Regions from separate parts of the Sus scrofa genome. Here region 2 is linked to region 1. Evidence: chromatin contacts called from public HiChIP or PLAC-seq data. All regions are on one chromosome and are shown on one strand. Each heading gives the region's core, a stretch centred on a gene start, on an enhancer-like site or on the middle of the called end of the contact. The rest is flanking DNA. Distances are from core to core; before and after follow the strand shown.

Region 1 (7,656 bases), core at 2,402-4,901:
ATTAGGAATGTGCACATATATATGCGTATAAAATGAATTATACACCTATCTATAAATATGGATGACACCAGTGAAACTTTATTTTTTTTCTTTTCTTTTTACAGCTGCACCTTCAGCATATGGAAGTTTCCAGGCTAGGGGTTGAAAGGGAAATGCAACTGCAGGCCTACGCCACAACCACGGCAACCATGGATCTGAGACGCATCTGCAACCTCTGCTGCAGCCTGCGGCAATGCCGGATCCTTAACCCACTGAGCGAGGCCAAGGATAGAACCTGCATCCTCAGGGGGACTATGTTGGGTTATTAACCCAATGAGCCACAATGGGAACTCCCACTAATGAAACAATGGGAACTCCCACTAATGAAAAAACAAAATTAAAACTTCATATGAAAATAACAAAATTGTTATAATAATCATTCCATTTCTCTTTAATCCTTTAGTGATCCAAGGTTAGAATAAAAAATTCTGGTCTTCTGTGTTTACTTTTTAAGGAATTTCCAAACATTTACTTAAGTAAAACTTAACCGAGTTGGTATTGCCATTTTATGTGAGAAAAATGATGAGAGTTGCTATGAGATGTTCTAAGGAGCTTGATATGTAAGTTTACTCAGCCGTGTTTTTCTTTGGCCAGACTGTACTCACTCATCCTAGGTGCTAATATGTGCTCTACCATCTGGGAAAGCTTCTCAGTGGAGGAACGAAGTGGGCCCTTGAGCACAGGAATTTTTTTTTCTCTTAGTCAATATGTGAGCACTTTAGAATTGTTCAAAGATTTCTAGGGATGGAAAGAACTCAAGAGGTTCTGAAGGGTTTTTTTGTTTTTAGGGCCACATGTGTGGCATATGGAAATTCCAATGGGCTAGGGGTCGAATAGGAGCTGCAGCTGAGGGCTCACCACAGCCATGGCAACAGAGGATCTGAGCCACATCTGCTACCTATGCTGCAGGTTGCGACAATGCCAGATCCTTAACTCACTGAGCAGGGCTAGGGATCGAACCCTCATCCTCATGGATATTAGCAGGGTTCTTAGCCTGCTGAGCCATAGTGGAAACTCCAAGATGTCTGAAGTTTGCTGCCATATCTTAGGCAAGGATTATACTCAGATCATCCCAGGAAGATCTCACTTTGTCATTAGAATAAAAAGTGTAGAGCAATCTGGAATTACCCCCCCATTCCTCTGTTGCTAGGCTTTTGTTGCTCCGTAATCAAGAACTGGATCCTTTCTTTGGATTTCCCTCTGGCCAAGGGCAGCCATGGGCTGGAGCACAGAGCAGGGCTCAGCAAGACAACTCACTGTTTGAGGGGAAGATTCTCTGGAACCCATCCTTTCTAGAGTGGGCGTTTGCTAAAACCATCCAGGGGCTTCTGGAGCTAAGGCAGGGTGGGGCACTACCTGGATTAATAATGAGTGAGTTCCAACTCCCCTCATGGGCATCTTGGGCCTTGCCTGCTGACTTGGACATTGTTGGTGGACCAACGCAGTAAGGAAGTGAAATTCCTCACCTGCTATTTGTAAAAACTGAGTGAGAGGCTGGAATAGAGAGCGATTTCTCTAGCTGTTTTGTGGAGGGAAGAAAAAGAGGAAATATGGAATACCTTCTCTGTGCAGGAACAGTTATCTTCTTTAATTCTCAACCCATGCCCATGTCCACTTTCTTCAGTGCCTTTGTTTGTCCATTTACTGAAGTGTTTAGCGAGTACTTACTAGGTGCTGGGCATTGTGCAACATACTGGAACTCAGTGTTCTGTGTCTTCTTGAACCTTCTAAGCTTGTGTTATCTCATCATTCATATGATGTGAGAATTAAATTTTAATTAACTTCGTGATTAGAATGTTTTTAATAATTAATCTATAGGAAGATAATTAATAAAATGCGTAGCAGGAAGGACGAGAGGGAGAAGAGCTACATTTTTACACGATGAAGGGAGAGAATGTGAAAGAAAAGAAAACCGACTTCTCTGATTTTATTCTGTGAATTTTACTCATTTTGTGAAGGGAAATGTGTTTTACCTTTAGAGCAAGCCCTCCGATTTTTTGACTGCTCATGGTGGGCCTTGCAGTTATTCCCGTGACCTGATAATACTTGGCTTCTGAGATTTTTCCCTTCAGCAGACTCCGTGAACTTTATTTCAAGATCAGCCTGTCTGTTTCACAGGACCAAGCTCCTTCCAGACCATCGTATGGGAAATGTCAGCCCCTGTCAACATCCCTAACGTTTAAATTCCTGGGATACCAGAGATATTCAGAGGGAACTGCATGCACACATTACTCTCCCAAATACTCTCGGGAAGAGGCGAGGTGAGGTCTTCTCAACGCTTTTGTAATAGAGACATAGGCCAATAACTAGATTCTATAGATCAGGAATCATGTCCTTGCTGAAGAGTTGAGCAGACCTGTATAACACAGAAAGAGGTATAAGGCTGATCATCTATTTGATAATTTTTTATTGATAGTTTGGATCATTCATCCAAAACCGATAGCCTTCCGCTGACTATTTTCTATCCAAAAGCTTGAGAAAGACATTCCTGTGGTGGAAGATGGCATTCTGGGCTTCTTCATCAAAAGGACCTCAGATTTATTCCCGTGACAAAGGCCACCTTCGCCCAAGCGAGGCTGTCTGGAGATGGCCTAAGTGTGACATTCTCCGAAGAGACATCTCTGCGGAAGCCTGTCCTTCTGCCGGGCTGATGGGGCTGCCAGCCTACGAGCTTGACCTCTGTGGCAAATGAGCCTCCTGGTCATTCCATGTGAACGTGTGAACTTGTCCTGTGATCTTGCTTGCCTGAGCGCCTCACAGCTGACTCATAAGAAATTTTCGAGGTTGTTTGCTCTGTCCCAGAGAATCATTCGCCATGCTGGCCAGCATGCAGGGGCCAATGCTTTGATCTGCTTTGCAGGACTTACTGTCATTTGCAGAGTGCTAAAATTAAGCTTGGCAGCAGCCCACGGAGGCAGAAGGCTCTGTCCTGCTGACCAAGGGGCAGCCTGGAGTCACACAGACAGGCGGAGACAGGTGAAGCAGACGCTGGGAAAAGATGCCATCGCAGAACAGATAGGAAGGGTAGGTGGGGTGAACTTGCAAAGGGTTCAGAGGGGCTGGGGCTGAGCTGAGTGGGCAATATTAGGAAAAGGCTCGGAGGGGAGGGAGCTGTTTTCCCAGGAGACCGAGATCTGAAGAGACTGCTGAAGAGAGACTGTATTTGTCACAGCGAGAATAATCAGTATGTTGGCATTTGGACTCCAGTGACAGGGATGAAAATGAGATTCTGTGAAAGATGTATCAGAGTCAACAGGCAGGGGCTGGGCTCTGGCAGGAAGGATGAAACAACCAAATGGAGACACTTGGCGGTGGAAAGTGAGGTTGCCATAACTGTCTCGAACCCAGTGTGCACGGGGGTGGAGGCGCAGGGTGCTCATCGGAAAGTGGGGTGAGCTCTGAGCAGCCCGTGAGGCCTCCTGGTGAGAAGGCTGGTAGAGGAGGGGGGACCGTTGGATGACAGTGACTTTGGGATTGGTAGGGCCATTGCCCCTCTACCTCCCCCTGCCCTGCCACATGGGGCTCGCTCTTGCTCTCATGCTTGAGACGGTCTCAGACGGCCTCTTTATTCTGCACAGCTATTGCCTGTGACCCCGATGAACCACGGGTGAGAAGGCTGGGACTTGGAGACATACTTCAGCAGAGCCCTATTAACTAAAAATAGAGTGTGAGCCGCGGTTTACCTGAGGCCAGCCTGCATGTGACTTCTGGATCCCTATTTATCAACAGGCTGTGACTGCGCGTCTGGAACAAGCCAGATCTGTTCTTATTTACCTGTCAGCCGGGAGAATGCCCATCTCACAGAGGGCCATTGCTAGGTGCTGAACCATGGTAACACCAATAATTATCACATCCTTAAGGCAGGTATGCAGACGAACTCCCAAAGCATTATCTCATTGCCCACGCAAGGCTCTAACGGGTCGGAAGTGGGCAGGAACACGTGCCTTTATCCTTGGGAGGGGTGAAGACACAGGTTTAATGAATCGCCCAGGATCCAGCAAGAATGACAGCTGGCCCCTGTCTCACCCATCACAAAACTGGATTTTCTCAGCCCTGATCTTATTTTCTCTATGAATAATGTGCATTGAAACTTGTATCCTGAGACCCTCTGCTCAATCTAATCTCCGGGACCTTCTAACAGGCACTAAGTGGGAACTGAGCCTCTTTGGGGGCAGAAAGATCCCTTCATAGAAGAAAATAAATCCTTAATGGGAAACACAGCCTGAGGCTGCTGCGGGTCTGGGGAAGACAAGGTCTCTGGGGGGATGCTCGAATTAGTACACACACACACACACACACACACACACACACACACACACAGGCGCTTGCCTTTCTCCAAAACTATTTAGAAGTTTATACAGATCTGTGAGAGCCGGCGGTCACATGGAGAGCCCCGGGTTCTGATTCATGAGCTACCCTTACAATCATCTGAGAGTCAATTAAAAAAACCTTGCCATAGGATAGAGCCCACCAGTGAAACAAGGAGAGAACAATGGACAGCCTGTCCCCAGACCGACCTGTGACTGTGGAATTGGAGAGAGAAAAGATGGCCGAGTGTCAGTACTTTAAAGAACAAACGATGCTTTTTAGGCCACAGGGCCTGGGGCAGAGCTAACGGTTTATGGAAAGGCCCGTCTGCCCGTGACGGGGGTTGTCAAGGTTGGGTGCAGTTTAGCCGTGACACGGACTGGATGCCGTGGCCATTTTGGAGCATCAACTCTGCACGTATTCAGGCAAGATCATTATCCCCAAACCTCTTTAGGCCAGAGTCCTGCCCGATTCCGAAGGAAGGCAGTCATTTTATTATTTTAAATGAGTTGAGGCCTCTCTCTTCAAACAGCTTCCTTTCACCTGTCCCAGCTCCTGCCCCAGCCACGATTCTGTGCGAACGAGGGGTAGAAAGTGATCACAGCTTGACTCAGCTCAGAAAGCCTGTCATGATGTGCAGAGGCAACACCACTTCTTTAAGGTGACAAAGGATCATTTTTCTAGGAAAGTAGATCCTCAGTAAGAACTCCTCTTCTGGTGCAGCTTGTATTTCTAGTACCCGTTTTCTCTCTGGGGAGAAGATCTCTTATTGATTATCATAAAAACAGCCGGGACTTACCATAGATTTTGCATACATTAAATTTAATTTACAGAGATACATCTTAAAACTCTTTATTAGTTTTTGCCTTTGGGGGGGCAGTTCCCTCCCCCTTTTTTTCTTTTTAGGGCCACACCTGCAGTGTATGGAAATGCCCAGGCTAGGGGTGGAATCGGAGCTGCAGCTGCAGGCCTACGCCACAGCCACAGCGACGCCAGATCTGAACCACATCTGTGACCCATGCTGCAGCTTGTGGCAAGGCCTGATCTTTAGCCCACTGAGCAAGGCCAGGGACCGAACCCACATCCCCATGGATACTAGTCAGGTTTTTCCACTGCTGAGCCACAGTGGGAACTCCTGAAAGCTTCCAATCTCACTTTGTTCATTAACATCAAGGAAGGACACCCTAGGAGCCACAGTTCTGGGCTGTCCTGCCCCTCGGACCACAGGTCCGAGGCTTCCCGCCAGCTCCTCCATCTCTGATTAAGAACCACTCACTTAGACCGACTGGTCTTAAGTCCTAGTTCTGCCATTGGCCCCCTGAGGGTGTTTGAATACTTTCTTTAACCTCTCCTGGTTTCCTAAATCTCTGACGCAGAGCCAATTCTAACTCACAGTGGTTGTTGAGATGAGTCGGCATAACCCAGGTAAGTGGCTGGGTGCGCTGCAGACATGCCTTGGACGTTAGCTTCACCAACCACGTCATCAGTTTCCTCGTGGCAGAAATGAGGCTTTGATTTACTCCAGATCAACACAGATATTTCCATATATCAGTTGACAGAACTTTACCAGTTATGGCTGATTGACAAAGTTAATCCTCAACAAAGTCCATTAAACATCCCTGCTTTTTCTGGAAGGGCAAAAGCACAGGACTCACAGTACCAGGATAGATGTGAGCTTTCAGGCCGTCAACTTGTAGCAAATTATGTCCAACCCCAGTATGGTAATTTTGTGACAATTGTTACTCTGCTGGAAGTTGAGCTGAGATGACCAAAGATGTAATTTTCGTGTTTCAACTTTTCTACAGCATCTTATTATTTTTAAATAGAAAATAATGTACAGACAAATGGTGAGGTCCTCTGCTTTTTATTCCCACTCTTTTTCGGTGAGGATGCTGCAAAACCTTTTAGTCTCCAAGCTGTCTACAAAGTGCTGCTTTCAAATATTAAGGGGCCAGAGTTTCACTGGGCCTTCCTTCCATCGCCTTCTGTTATTTACAGGTGCTGATTCGAAATGCAAAAATTCCAATTTCCTAGTGTAATTACCCAATTTATATGCACAAAGGTGGGTGCCACTCACAAAAATTAATGCAGCCTGAAATACCGTAGGTGAGGCCAGTTCAAATGTGATTCTCGCTGAACATATTCTGGCCTGGCTGGAAACGCCACTGGCCAGATGATGTCACTTATGCCACATCTCTTAACTTGACATCAGTGCCAGCAGGGGGTCCTGTTCTGGGTGCCCATTTCTGGGTTCTGAATTTGAGCTTGTGGGTGGCAGGGACCATCAGTGGCTTCTTCTAGAAGGTGATAGGATGGAACTGGAATTTTTGCAAAATGAATTTGTTCACCTGTGCAGGATGATCGGTAGATTCTGAGGAGGGAAGAGCCATGAGGAGGTCACCCCCAGGGAAGCCATGTGGGCTGGAAACCAGGGCCTGGACCTGGAAGGGAAACATACCAGGCGGAGGGGGAGGTAGATGAAGACATTTGGTGATGGCTTAACATTCACACTGACTGAGATGAGTCTAATAAGCGTCTCAAGCTGCCTGAGAAAATAATACAGGTCTTTGGCTGGAGGCGGCGGGGTGGGATGATTTAGATATTGCCTGCTAGGAAATAAACAGTAAGTCTGAAAGGAACAGGCTCTTTGGTGGCAAGGGCCACATCGCCTCCACTCCTGTGTTCCCTGCAGCATTTTATACAATCTTGTGACCCGAATGCATAGATGCTCCATGCAGACTCTGATGGATAATTGAGTGACCTGGGACCATTTGAATAATGTCCTCATATGGCCAAGCAGGTCCCAGCTGGCTGGTTCAGGGTTTTACTCTGGAAGGGTTACATAACAGACGATTTAAACTGTAGAGGATGGCCAGTTAACAGAAGATAGGCCCATGCAGCCTGTTCCTGGAGTCCAAGAGACGTCTCTTTCTCTGGCTTCCTTGATCTGCTGTCTGTATGTCTCAAATTGCTGACTTTGTCTCACTCTGCTGTAAGGCGAACAGAGAAAGAAAGCAGAACTCGAGGCTCAGGGTCCCTTTTTTTTTTTTTTCCTTCTTACCTTCTTTGTGTCACTCCGAGGCAGAGGGATTTCCCCGGATCAGATCCGAGCCACAGTTGTGACCTACGCCACAGCTTCAGGATCCTTAACCCACCGTTCCGGGCCAGGGATCGAACATGCATCCCAGCGCTCCAGAGACACCGCCGATCCCATTCTGCCTGAACTCCAGAAGTCCGGGTCTTTAAACCTGGGTTGGCGTGGCTGTGTTAGGAGGCAGGAGGGAGCCACACCCATGAAGCCTCATTAAA
Region 2 (7,656 bases), core at 2,006-4,505, 680 kb before region 1:
ACGACATCAGGGCTTTTCAGATTTCTTTTGGATTTTTTGGTCAGGTATCAGTCCGGTCCTGGCCTGGGTGCTGGTTATGTCTTAGGACACAGAGCAGCTTAAAATGGATGGAGTCGTATGGGTAGGGCCGCTGCAGATATTCTGAAGTCACCTTCTTTATCTAGTTCATCCCCAAACATGTCTGCGTGCCTACCGTGCCCTGCAGTGGTGGAGCGTGGCAGGAGGGGCCAGGGCCCTGCCCGTAGAGCCCGCATGCCAGCCTGTGCTCCTGGCTGGTTTGAGGATGCTTGAGGCTGCTGTTCAAAGTGAGATTCCACTGCATCCAGACACAGGGACGTTCCCCGTGTGAGCAGCTGTCTGGCGAGAGTTGGAGCAGCTTACCCTCCTCTCGTTCCTCTTGTGTAGAGTAGCAACCCAGGTGAAGGTGTGATCAGTAAAGCTCTTTGCTTAAAGAAGGGCAACTACTTCTCATTTCTAAAAACCAAGTGCCAAGTGGGAAGCCTTTGGCTCTGATGCCAGAGGGGATGGTGAGAGGGGTATGGACATTTGGAGAAGGACACAGTGATTACAGAAGAGACTCTGCCTGGGAGTGAGTTCCCGTTGTGGCCCAGTGGATTAAGAATCCAGCTAGGATCCATGAGGATGCGGGTTCGATCCCTGGCCTTGTTCAGTGGGTTAAGGAGTTGGCGTTGCCGCAACCTGCAGCATAGGTTGCAGATGCAGCTCGGATCCTGTGATGCTATGGCTATGGTGCAGGCCGGCAGCTGCAGCTCTGATTCAACCCCTCCCAAGCCTGGGAACTTCCATGTGCTTCACTGTCAGCCCTAAAAAAAAGAAAAAAGAAAATAGAAAAGAAAAAAGAAGGAAAGACCCCGCAGTTACTGAATGATCAGATGTGATGGGGCAGTGCTCCCAGCTAAGCAACGGCCGGAATCTGCTTGTGTGGAGAACATTCCATGCCAGACAGAAAGTCCAAGCAGACCTCCGCTCTTGGGTTCTTGGCGGGTGATGATCACACTTGGTTCTGTTGCCAAATTACTCTCATGCTCTCTGAGGTAGGAAGTGATATTAACGACCGTTTTCAAGGAGAAATAACCCTTTAGAGCACTGCTGTCACTTACACGTATTAACATATGCTGTCACGTGGAAGAACACCCAGGGGGAGAGAGGTGAACACTTAGGAGTTTAATTCGAAATGCAGCTGGGAAATTATTTGGACAGGAGAGAAAGCTTTAGGGCAAAATTTCAATAAAGAAGCACGTTATTTCCTAAACTGTTGGTGAGGGATGAGAGCTGTTGCTCATGTGCCTGGACTCAAGGACAGGTGCTCCCCTCCCGCACAAAGCTTGGTTAATCACAGTCACTCATCTGTATAATCCGAAAGCAGAAATGCGAAGTTGTTGATGTAGTTACTCACGAAAAGCGTAATTTATTTCCTGACCGTGAGAATTCAGCTGTGATCCCCACATACTTAGTATTTCTAACTTGCGTCTTTGTGAAAAACTCTTACCGTCTGCACTCTGTGTTCTGAGCGATTCTGTCCTACTTACTATAATCTATACTTTTATCAAGCTTCCGTCTGATCCTGGTGATTCTCCAGAGAGCTAATCAGTTAAAGAGATTTTCTTTTCCATTTCAAGTTTTAGCCTAAAGTCTTACTCTTAGAGGTAAAAATATTCTGTGTAGCAGGGAAGAATTAGGACATGTTGAATATACAATAACACATTTTAGTAGTTTGCTCTAAAAATCTGTTAATCAGTTGGTAATCTCTGCTTACCTGTATTTCTTTTTTATTTCTAAGGAGAGGTTTTATTCCTTCATTGATGCAGTGTTTATAGGAGCCAGAGAGGATCAGGCTGTGCTCAGCATAGCTGTCCAGCCGGCCAGCCTTCCCCCCGACCCAGCCCTATTGGGGTCACCTTCCAGGCCCTGTGGCAGGGGCCGCAGGGCTGTGTTTGGAGCCTGAGCTCCAGCGGCAGTGGTGGGCCCGCCTTGCCTCAGGCCGTCTGGGATGCTGGGGAAGGGGTCCTGCCCTCTGCCACCCTGTGTGCCTTGCAGAGGCTGAGGAAGCCGGGTGGCCAGTCCTGCCTCTGCCCTCCCTGAGAGGAGATGGTGACATCGAGGGGACCAGGCAGAGGATCCTTTGAGCCCCAGGCTGCAAGGACCAGGACAGGCCCAGGGTAGGTAGGCCCATTGTCAGGCTGAGCTTTCTGTTTTTTGGCACGTGGAGGTTCCCAAGCTAGGGATTGCATCGGAGCTACAGCTGCCGGCCTTCACCACAGCCACAGCAATGCGGGATCCGAGCTGCGTCTGCAACCTACACCACAGTTCATGGCCACACCGGATCCTTAACCCACTGAGCAAGGCCAGGGATCAAACCCAAATCCTCATGGATACTAGTTGGGTTCTAAACCTGCTGAGCAAAGTGGGAACTCCCTGCTCTTTCTGTTTTATAAAAACTTGATTTCTTAATGTGCTAGTTGAGAACGCATGCTTGCAAAAAATTCTTGGTTGTTTTCGAAGGCAGTATTGAGTCTAGAAACCCGTTGTCTTGGTTCCTCTTTTATTGTCACTTTCTTTAAGCCGTATGTACTGTTTGCTGGTCTGAACTTGACAGATGTGTTCCCCCCCCGCCCCCCGCAAAGTTAAGTGCGCATCCCTGCACCCCTAGGAAGCGCCATGTAATGCACAGGCTTTCTTATACTCGTTTGAAATATGTATTTTTACCCTCACATATTCAGCAAATAAATTTCTTAACATTCATAAACTGCTTCAGACACTGAATCCCAGTTTCCGTGTCACCGAGAATGCTGTCACACCAGCAGAGTCCCTCAGGCCAAATAGATGCCCAGTCCTATCTGTTTGGGGGTGGGGGTGTTAATGCAAAGACTGTGTCGCTGTCGCGCCGCCCTAAGTGGCCCCTCCACCCTTATTCCCCTGGCTGAACTGCAGGGGGCATCCCAGGTCCCACATGCACAATGCCACCAGCCTGGGACCTGGGAGATGGCACCTCTCTGCAGCCACCCACAATCCATCAGCCACACCAGCCCCACCTGCCACACTCATGGCTCAGTGGGCAGACGGCTGTCAGGGCGCAGAGCTGGGCCCTGGGGACCCAGCTGCTACTCGTGTGGAGCAGCTTTAATGTATCAGGCTTGGAAAGCTCCTGCTGAGCCGCCTAAAGACTCTGTGTCCTTTGGGCCCCTGTGTTTTATCAGTTCCCGGCTGCAGGGCAGACATCTCCCGGGCTGAAGCGTAGGCGCTAGGATGTGTGGCTGGCAGGTTTGACTCTGGACGTCCCTGAAGGCACTGAGACAAGGTTATGAATTTGGCGTGTTTGTCTCTGAGTTCAACATCCAGTCACTGTGGACGGCTTTGTAGGGCTTGGCAGCCTGAAAACACTGTGCAGGCAGTAAACGGAATAAAAATCTGACATGCACGCGTGCTCATGCATGCGTGCACACACACACACACAATGTATCTCCCCACCATAGAGTCTTTTATTTTCATACGTTTTGTAATTCTCCTTTAGATGGACATGAGAAATGGTACTATTTTAAAATGTGGAGAAGGAAATTCGTTGGTGTTGTGTTTGTGTTGTCAAAGCACAAAGTAACAGGATTAGCAAAGGCTTCCGTGCCCGTTTCACTCATTTATTTTCTCTTTCCGTCGGGGACGGACACCTTCGTGTGTTTACACGCGGTGGGACCAGCATGTGCGTGGAGCCCCCTGTTCACTCGGCGGGCAGGTGTCCTCCGTGGGCTCTTTGCTGCGCCTCCACCTTTTCTGACCTGCAACTGACATTTAACGCAGCGAGTTTAAGGCGTACAATGTACTCGCATGTTGTGCCGTGTTTACCGCACTCCAGTTGGTTAATAAACCATCACCACCTCACAGTTAACCGTGTGTGTGTGTGTGTGTGTGTGTGTGTGTGTGTGTGTGAATGTGAGAGAGAGAGCGAGCATTTAAGATCTACCGTCTTTGCCACTTGCAAGTGCACTGTACAGTTTCGTGAGCTCTAATCACCGTGCTACACACGCCATCCCGAGAACTCACTCGTCATATAACTGGAAGTTTTTACCTTTTGACTAACATCTCCCCGCTCCCCCCAACCCTCCAGCCTCTGGTAACTACCACTCAACTCCACGTTTCTAGGAGTCCAGCATTTTTAGTTTCTACACATGAGTTGATACTGTACAGTATTTGACTTATTTCACTTCACATAACCCTGGAGATTTATCCATGCTGTCACAAGTGGCAAAATTTTCTTCTTTCTCATGGATTTCCTTCCTTCCTTCCTTCCGTTTTCTTTCTTTCTTTCTTTCTTTCTTTCTTTCTTTCTTTCTTTCTTTCTTTCTTTCTTTCTTTCTTTCTTTCTTTCTCTTTTCCCTTCCGTCTGTCCGTCCTTTCCATTGCACGTATAGTTTCTTTATCCCTTTATCATCGAAAGACACTTTGGTTGGTTCCATAGCTTAGCTCCTGTGATCAACGATGCCGTGAACATGGGGAAGCAGGTATCGCTCTGAGACCCTGATTTCATTTCTTCAGGCTAAATACCCAGAAGTGGAACTGCTGGGTCATATGGTAGTTCTATTTTTAATTTTGTCTTTTTTTTAAGGGCCACACCCATGCTACAGGGAAGTTCCTAGGCTAGAGGTTGAATCGGAACTGTAACTGCCGGCCTGTACTGCTGCCACAGCAATGCCAGATCTGAGCCATGTCTGTGGCCTAGCCACAGCTAGTGGCCGTGCCAGATCCTTTACCTCACTGAATGAGGCCAGGGATTAAACCCACATCCTCATGGATACTAGTCAGATTCTTAACTCGCTGAGCCACAGTGGGAACTCCTATTTTTAATTCTTTGAGGACACTCCATGGTGTTTTCCATAGTGGCTGCACCAAATTGTGTTCCCACCAACAGTGCACAAGTGTTGCACTGCATCCTCTGCATCCTCACCGACACTTGTTTTCTCTTGTCTTTTTTTTTCTGGCCTCGCCTGAGACATGTGGAAGTTCCTAGGCCAGGGTTCCAGGGATGAAACCAGCAGTGTCTTTCACCTCCTTGGTTCAATTTATTCCTAAGTATTTTATTGTTTTTGATGCTATTATAAATGGGATTATTATCTTTTTTCTATTTCAGATACTTTGTTAATAGTGTATAGAAACAGCTGATTTTTTGATGTTGGTGTGTATCCCGCAACTTTTACTGAATTATTTGGTCCTAATAGTATTTTTGGTGGAGTCTTTCGGGTTTTCTGTGTATGATATCACATCATCTGCTCACAGAGACAGTTTTCCTCCTCCCTTTTCAATTTGGATGCTCTTTATTTCTTTTTCTTGCCTAGTTGCCTTGGCTCTTTCTGTTATGTGAGCTGCAGGGGACATCAGGCCGTCACCAGTGCAAAGGATGCAGGCCTGCCGTGTAGATCCCGCCTGGGTCTCACAGCAGAGTCTCACCACTTAGCGGCCGAGGTCACACACCAGGCACACGCTCGCTTGACCTCGTCCTGGGGCTCATCAGGGGAGCAGTCCCTGAGGTGGCTCCTATTACCTGAGGGCTTGGAAGGGAAGCCTGGAGGGGAAGGAGGGGTGTGTCCTGCGAGGTGGGAGGGCCCCCAGAGGCGGGGGCGGGAGAGGGGCTCAGCAGACATCTAGGTTCAGTGAAAAAGCCAAGTTTCTGTGCTCGTGCTCTTCATTTTTGGGGGCAGCCATGGACAGTTCCAGAAACAGACACGTAGCACGTCAGGAGGGCTGAGCGCTGACAGCATGTGGAAGCCCGAGGGCAGAGGGACCAGAGGTGGGGTCCTGGGCTGATGGGCTGGTCGAGTCGGTGTTCTCTGATGGGGCCACATGTCAGCAGACACCCTCAGAGGCGGACTGAGGTTTCTAGATGGGTTATAAGAACAGCTCAGGAAGCAGGGAAGGGGTTCGCTGGGGGGGGAGGGTACCAGATGTATTTTTCTAAAGGTGGTCTGGCTCCTCTGCGGATCTGAGGCTCTTGCGGAATCTGAGAGAGGAGGGGGTGGCTCTGGCCTTGGCAAGAGGGAAGAGCCGGCCCATCTGAGAGGCAGGTGAGGGGGTGGAGTGACAGGCCTGGTTTCTGGCTGGTACAGCAGGGAAGGGTTGAGGCTGGGGGTGGGCGATCACGAGGGAGGTGCTGGCACAGCGTGTGGGTGTGCTGTGCAGTTCTATGTTGCCCCAGTGAGCAGGTCATCAGGTTTGGGTCTGGAGTATGAACTTGACTGTGACTGGGGACTGGTGCGATGGTCCAGGGAGAGCCCGGGTCATGGGAAGTGTATGGGGTCCTGGATGAGCCCCACTGCAGTGAGGACTGAGGAGAGTAGCTGGAGAGTGATGAGGGGCCCTGGGGGCTGGGTCCACAGGCTGGGGGAACCGGTGGGGCAGGGGTGGGGGGTGAGGGAGGCAGTGGGGGAAGGGTCATTCTGAGGAAGGTTGGTGACATCAGCCCGTGCCCAGGGTGGCTGGAGGGACTGCTGTGGGGAGAGGCGAAGGCAGAAGTGGAGAGGCGGGAGACAGTGCAAGGCTTTGGCGGGGAGGAGAGGGAGGGCACAGGTGATGCGGTGCTGCCCTTTAGATGCGGGTTTGCATTTGCACTTGCATTTGGATTTCCATGGGACCTCAGGCCCTTCCTGCCACCAAATCCTCGCAGCCCAGGAGGGTGTGCTTTGCTTGGGGAGGCGCCCCCGGTAGGCAGGGCCTCCGTGGTAGGCGGGGCCTCAGCGCATCTTCTGGTCCCTTGAAGCTGTCCCATGTGGGTCTCTTCCTCCTCCTGGCTCTCAGCACACCGCACCCGTACACTTCCTTTACACGGGACAGGGACGGGGACGGGGACGGGGGCACGGGACGGGACGGGGTTAAGGTTCCGGCGCCAGTTACCTGCAGAGCTGTCCCCTGAGGCCCCTCCCTCCCAGCCAGTGGGTCATGGCCCCATTTTACAGACCAACACGGGAAGGAATGCTTCTGAGCATGCCGGGCACTGCCCTTGGAGCCCTGGGGTGGGGGGTGGGGAGGGCAAGGGCGTGCTCTCAGAGGCCCGGCTGGCAGCGGCCTCCGTTTCCCGCGGGCCGCGTGTCTCTAGAACGTGTGCTCTGAGCATCGCCCCAAGGCCCTGAGACCCTCGGGCGGACGGTGCATGTTAGATAGAATTACTCAGTCTGCCAGGAAGGCCAGTGTCTGGTGAGAGATCGCAGAACCCAGATACGCCCAGATCCCACCTTTTCAGGAGTGAGCCGGGAGCAAAGCAGGGACAGGACCGCCCTCCCCCGGACCTCCTGCCGGCGCTGGAGCTGCGGGAACCAGCTCGCATCATCACTCCGCAGCCTTGGCCTCTGTGGTTGCTTTGTTGGCCTCAGATGTGTTTTAGCACAAGTCGTGATTTAGTAAGGGAGTTGTAATTATAAAATGCAGTGTGCTCATGATAAGAAGTTATACATCGCCGGGGAGCGTGGGGAAGAAACCGACGACCCGTCACCTCTGGCTCAGGCCGCAGATGCCCTCCTGCTCCTTTGACCCACCCAGGGGACGCTGCGACGCTCTGGTCCAGACGGTTGGGTGGACCTCTGCCCTGGCTATGGAGCCTCGGAGGGCTTAGTAGGGGGGAGAGAGAGGGCCTGTCCGCCGTGTGGGTTCACATAA

The links. HiChIP or PLAC-seq counts read pairs in DNA pulled down with a chosen protein or histone mark.
Region 2: an H3K27ac HiChIP or PLAC-seq map of skeletal muscle shows a contact between it and region 1, with 5 times the contacts expected there. The contact joins two enhancer-like sites. A contact is called at or near these places in 3 of 47 Hi-C or Micro-C datasets (fetal heart ventricle, heart right ventricle and retroperitoneal adipose tissue) and 1 of 2 datasets of contacts at active chromatin or transcription factors (skeletal muscle).

The regions. Positions count from the first base shown.
Region 1 is chr10:56,766,191-56,773,846 of Sscrofa11.1, reverse strand. It overlaps LOC110255705 (a long non-coding RNA gene), which reads right to left. Exons shown (of 2, transcript XR_002336405.1): 1 at 6,696-7,656; 2 at 2,430-5,097. Among named protein-coding and RNA genes, the nearest start is that of NRP1, 340 kb to the right of the region's middle. Within about 2 kb of position 3,651, at least 8 of the 83 cell types and tissues checked have an H3K27ac peak or open chromatin away from gene starts, as enhancers often do.
Region 2 is chr10:57,442,325-57,449,980 of Sscrofa11.1, reverse strand. All of the region lies in intron 2 of PARD3 (partitioning defective 3 homolog), which reads left to right. Among named protein-coding and RNA genes, the nearest start is that of PARD3, 150 kb to the left of the region's middle. Within about 2 kb of position 3,255, at least 2 of the 83 cell types and tissues checked have an H3K27ac peak or open chromatin away from gene starts, as enhancers often do.